2 separate regions of the Rattus norvegicus genome follow, and region 2 is linked to region 1. A link is a contact called in public Hi-C data. All regions are on one chromosome and are shown on one strand. The core of a region is the stretch at or near the end of the contact, and the rest is flanking DNA. Distances in the headings are between cores, read along the strand shown. Region 1 has its middle 150 kb from the start of Mtx3. Region 2 has its middle 47 kb from the start of Homer1.

Region 1 (2,990 bases), core at 76-2,575:
CCTTATTCCCCTTACCTGTGAAGTATGGGTGATTATCTGCTTCACAGAGGGTGTGAGGTTTTCATAAGATGGACGATACAGAAGGTCCTCATCGGCAACAGAAGAATCTCACAGATGACTCAGTGCTGAAGGGCCTCTAGGGTAGCTGATCCGGAGAGCAGTCTCATACTAGAGGGATGGTGGAGATGGGCAGGGCGCCATCAGAATTTCTGTTCTCCCCTCCATGGGGTGGACTTGGTACCCATAACCTAAGTGCAGAGGACATGGAAACAGGGGGCCCCTGGGGCTGACTGACTATCCCTCAAAGCTTAACTGGTCAAACTCCAGGCCAGTAGGTAAGAGAACCTGCCTTTAGAAGTATTAGGAAGGTGGGTTGTGCCTGAGAAATGACTCTCGCACACACACCCCCTCCCCCTTCCCCGTCCATCCTTCCTCCCTCTCCCCTTCTCCCTCTCTCCCCCTCCCTCCTTTCCTCCCCCCTTCATATGTCACCTATACAAACATATAAAAACTAATGTATTACAGAGGGCACCAATGGATACATATTCAATTCATGTCGATCACTGCTGTTACCTTCATGGAATTCTCAGACATTATTTGAAAGTTAATTAGTTCTAGGAAAGTATTCCATGGCTATAGCTCATCTCCAAGTGACTTGTGAGGATTACATGAACATCAAAGTGCAAAACAATGAGGCCTTTTTCAATCCCTCAAGGGTTTTCAGAGAACGCCTGTCTTATTAGAACAGTCAACTAGAAAGTTTATAAACCAAAGCTGCAGGATCAGTTCCTTCATAAAGCCGCACTAACTCCAAGCCCAAATCACCAGTTGTCACTACCATTCAGCTGCAGGTCTAGCTGTGGCCAGCAGAGGGCAGTGTTGCACACAGACTTTGCCATTTCTTTGGAAGCTCCACTGTCCATAGTTTGGGGTATCCTCCCCCCCCCCTATTTTTTAATCTCCAAACTCTGAAAGAAAAGCCATGGCATTTCAGAGGCGACTGCTTTCCCCCACAGGATCTCATCTGCTTGTGCTGCATTTTGATACCCTGCCTGTTTCTGCTGGCTGCAACAGGCTCGGGTGATGTGGGAAGGCATTCTAAACTAGGAGGGTGGAGATGGGCCTTGCAATACGTGTACCCTGGAAAGTGGGGGCGCCCCCAAGCCCCCACCTCTCCCTAGAATCTGCTTGTGCGGCCACCTACTCTCCTGGTCTTTTCTTGGGTCTCTTTTCACCCACCTTGTTTCTGACGCTGACTCCACGCACTTCTCTCCCACACCATAGCAACCCTGGGACTCCAGTGACCTCCAGTGGTGCCTAATTGAGAGGTGCTTGTGAACATTTTCAGAAGCCCGTGTGTGAGACTCTGGGACACGCCCTGTAAGGAAATGTGTGGCTCTTTCGTGTCTCTCATCTCTTCATAACTCCAGCACCGCCTTCTTTGAAAAGCCTCTCTGGACGGAAAGGGAGAGTCTTGGTGTCCGTGCTCCCCGCGTGGGGTAGCCTGTCTCACCCAGTGACTGGCAGGCTGCATCGGGCCCAGAAAGTTGTTCTTTCCTTCCCCGAAGACTTCTATAGACAACAGCCCCTGGCCTCTGTTTCTGAAACTCCCACTCACCCTCGCATCCACTAGCCATCTGTCTCCCTCCCATATTTCTGACCTTTCAGAGAACAGATGAGTCAGACACCCTGTCTAGAGTCCACAGACATTCGCTTCGTCTTCAGCCTCTCCAGATCATGTGCGCTGGTGACTACATCTAACTTTCTCCTTGAACTTCCTGCCTCGTTTTCTCCAGTGGCCTTGTCTTCAGCCCCACTTCCTCCTTGGAGCAGCATGGCAGTCCTCCTGTGGGCAGCACTGCCCTGGATGTCCCCAGTCCTCCCAGGGGCATCCGGGTCTGTCCTGTTTTAAGCTCCTGGGGTCGTTTTCTCTCCTTGTGACACAAGATGAGTGTGGACCTGGTTCTCAGCATCGGCGCAGAATGACATTTTGACCACAGAGATAAGCTTAGAGGTAGACAGTGAGGGCAGCCATACCATCAGCCAGCTGCAGAGCCAGTGGAATTGGGAGAGAAATTCTCCTTCCTGTTGGAGGAGCTAGAACAGGGGATATTGGTATACAGAAAAGGATGAAAGGAAGAGAGCGTAGACAATAAGTCAAGCCTGGCCTCAGGGTTTTCAATGACACGAATTTATATATTCCTCCCCCACCCCCCCACCCCCCACCCCCACCCCCTGCCCCCCACCCCCACCCCCCACCCTCCCATCCCCCCACCCCGTTTAAAAACCAATTAGAGCTTCCTTATCCAGCTTGCCTGCACCTAGACCTGTTTCCTGTTCAGGGCGGTTGTAGGAGCCGCTGGTAATCCTGTTGTCTCAGGCAGACTGTCGGTGTGGTGTCTCCTGTAGGCGATCAGAGCGATCACTCTGTTCACCGTTGTGCTTACTGTTCTTAGCAATGCCGAAGCTCCGATGGAACCAAAGGCTGCTGCTGTGGTGTTGGAAATTACGGCAACGTAAGGCAGCCGGTTACAAAGGGCCACAAAACTCAGCGGTTTTGGAGGTCCTTTCTGAAGTTCTCTCCTCAGGAACAGCCCACCTCCTTCCCGCTTCTGTCGGTTTGGTGCATCTCATAAGAAGAGCCCCCGAGTCCTGGGCCTCCTTCCCACCACCCGGATTAGAGTGTGACCACTCTCAGTAAATGTCTGCTGTGGAGTTTTGATTTTAGCAATCTGCTTTTCCTCCGGTACACGGGTACACACTGGCCAATGCCAGCATTCAGGAGGCTGAGGCAGGAGGATCTGGAGTTTGTGGCCAACTTTGCGAGACTAATGCCAGCCTTAGAAAGCTCCAAACCAAACATATAACCATCTCAGAGGCGGGCTCTGGCCTAGTATAAACAGGGCCCTGAGTTTGATGTCGAGATAAAACCACACACCCTATTTTCATAGTGTTCTGAGCACTTGATTGTGAAGCTTTCTCTGCCCTCT
Region 2 (2,851 bases), core at 278-2,777, 280 kb after region 1:
GGAAAAGAATGTTTATCTTGTAAAAATCTGTTGGAGACCAGCTGACCCACTTTAAGACTGAATTTCTCTCTCTGCAAAACAGGAGTAAAAATCTCATGTCTGTTGAAATGTTGGGCTAGAGTGAAGATAAGGGAGTTGTGCATGCTTGAGCACACCATGTTCCTTACAAGACTTGTTACATGAAGGTGCAGCTTAGCATCACTAGAAGCTGGCTATAGGGACCGCACAATATGTCATAGATATCCCCTGGCTCAGACAGAGTTCTGGTTTAATAACTCCATTCATCCCAGGCTGAAATGCATTCATTTTTTCTTTTATTTATGAGTTGATGAATAAAGCCATGTGATGTTCTTATCAGTCGGGTACCATGCTATGTTTCAGTGCATGATTGTATTTTGTAACATTTAAGCTGGATTAAACACATCTATTATTGTTTGAAGTGCATGGGATGGAATCTGGGACCACATCAAATAAATTATCACTTTGCACTGCCACAGCCCATGACATACATTTAATGTACTGAGACTACTAATCAGCTTAGCAACACAGTACACTAAGGAGGAGGATTCGTTGTTTCTTCTGGGATCTGCAGGTGCAGTTCCTCTGCCAAGAGTGCGTGTTGGACTGAGGTCACTCGTCCAGGAGAAGGTCAAAATCCAAAGTACGTGTTTTCCTTGATCCGTATTGTCTCATCATCATAAAGTGGCAGCGCTCTAAGTCAAATATCGCGTAAACCGTTGACTAACTGTATAGAAGTTGGGAGACACCTGCCATTTTAAAAATAATTATTCTCCAAAGGAAAAAAATAACACTTTTCACAAACTATAAAATAATTTCTTTTCAGGAAAGAATAAGAATATGAAAAAATAATAAAAATGAAGATAGTTAGCCTTGAATTTAAATACAAAAATCAACACATGAAGGAAGATTCAAGTTCCAAGTTGGTATATTTTCGTTTTCTCAGCATTTCAGTGAATAAAAATATACATTTAACTATATTTATTTTTAAAATGTCTGATCTTTTATATTTATTTTTAAAAAGTCTGATTTTTTAAAAATCTTTTTATTGGCTCTCCCCCTTGTTATCTTTGTCTTTTCCACAGTTCTGCTGCCTTTGAGAATGTTTTTTTCCTCCTTATAGGCTCATCTGACTTTCCAGGAGACAGCTCAAAAGAGCTGGGGCAAATGGGCTCCAAGCCAGAGACTTCAAGTTGAGCGGGTGCCCTGCCTTGGGAAGTGCAGCCCTGGGCAAGCCACTTCTGCTAAGAGACATAGCCCCACAGAATGGGGTTATTAAGCAGTAGCTAAACTATAGTTATCACCAAATTTTATTGATTTTCATATTGATTTTTGTCTACAGAAAGCTATCAGTTTTGCTTTCATCCATAATCATGCCTTGCTGGATAGCCTAAGTTGTTTATAGATCACAGCTTCTGTCATCCTCAGGTTTAGATACCCAACACTCTCCCTCCTAGACTCCACGACACCCTTCCCTCCGACTGGTGACTCATGTCTGAGCTGTCAGGCTTTCCTGGTTTGTATTCACCTCGGGACAGTCTCTGTTCTTGCTTCCCTGGCCATCTTCACCTCCTGCTGGTTCTTCCTGCCCTGCACAGACCCACAATTCAAAACGATGGTTTTCCCTAGAGTCTGTGTGCTTATCCTTCCTCAAACTGCCTCTTGCTACTCAGAATCTCCACTACCATTTTCCCACAGGCTTCTTGCTGGCAAAGTCCTGAAGACTCTCCACGTCCCACAGCTTCCTGCTCTGTCTGCATCTTTTGCATAGCCTCCCTGTTCCTGCCATATTCCCTTCAGGTGTCGATTCTGATGGAGAATAGGCCCAAGATAGGTGGTGTACAGCGGTAACCCCAGCACACAAGAGCCTGTGTCAGGACAACTGCATGTTCCAGGCTTGCCTGGGATACTCTGCAATCGAAAGGAAGCAGAAGAGAACATGGCAAGTCTTTGCACACTGTGGTCTCATAACCAGAACAGCACCGGTGTGTGGTAGTCAGTGGTACATAGGCAGACATTTTCTAGTCTTCTTGGTCTTTGGACTTGGTTCTCTAGATTTTCACAATCCATGCATTTTAGCATAGCGCTGTGTGTGTGTGTGTGTGTGTGTGTGTGTGTGTGTGTGTGTGTGTGTGTGTGTTTTAGAGCACTGTATGTGCTCTAGATCTGGGGTACACCTTCCTCCTAGTTAGCACACCGCTGGTACTTACAATAAGCATCTCATGGGGCATCGTTACCGCATCACGCATGTTATTGCTTAAGTCAAAGCTTTTATAATTAGAACAGAGAATGACTCAACATCCTTGCAGGAGGGGAGGAGAGGGGGTGGGGTGTATTTAAGACACTGCAGTGAGGCTGTGGGCATCCAAGCACCGGCAGCCTCACGGGAAATGAAGCAGCTTCTCTGTCTCTCACTGTGTCCTGGCATCTTCTGTCAGCCCCATCAGGTTTCAACTGCCTGGTCATGTGTCCCATTAGTTTTGATGTAATTTGAGTCCCTAACACTCTTGCAGCCTGCCTCTGTTGCTTCCTTTCTTGTTCTCAAAGATCGAAGAGTGCACTCCGATGACAAGGCTTGCCCGTCTGGGCCAACCCACATTTATTTATTTATTCATCAAATATTTATGGGACACCCGATACGTGCTGGGTACACTTCTACACGCCGACATAAATTTGACAAGAAAGACAGATGAGAACGTGTCCCTGGGGAGCTTACCTTTGGCTTCCTTCCAGCCAGTCACTATCGGCAGTGTTTGAGCTGGAAAGCACCTTTGGCCTCATGCTCTGAGTTGGAAGTAGGAAGGCAATGTCATGGGAGAGGCAGCATGGCCAC

Evidence for each region. A called contact is a pair of places that touch in the nucleus more often than the background predicts.
Region 2: a contact with region 1 is called in a Hi-C map of the A7r5 cell line, with 4 times the contacts expected there. The contact joins two enhancer-like sites. A contact is called at or near these places in 11 of 12 Hi-C or Micro-C datasets (the A7r5 cell line, the Rat2 cell line, Schwann cells and 7 more).

The regions. Positions count from the first base shown.
Region 1 is chr2:25,951,541-25,954,530 of GRCr8, forward strand. No RefSeq gene overlaps it. Among named protein-coding and RNA genes, the nearest start is that of Mtx3, 150 kb to the left of the region's middle. Within about 2 kb of position 1,326, at least 9 of the 93 cell types and tissues checked have an H3K27ac peak or open chromatin away from gene starts, as enhancers often do. A contact at or near this core is called in the A7r5 cell line, where this site is marked.
Region 2 is chr2:26,230,499-26,233,349 of GRCr8, forward strand. No RefSeq gene overlaps it. Among named protein-coding and RNA genes, the nearest start is that of Homer1, 47 kb to the right of the region's middle. Within about 2 kb of position 1,528, at least 21 of the 93 cell types and tissues checked have an H3K27ac peak or open chromatin away from gene starts, as enhancers often do. A contact at or near this core is called in the A7r5 cell line, where this site is marked.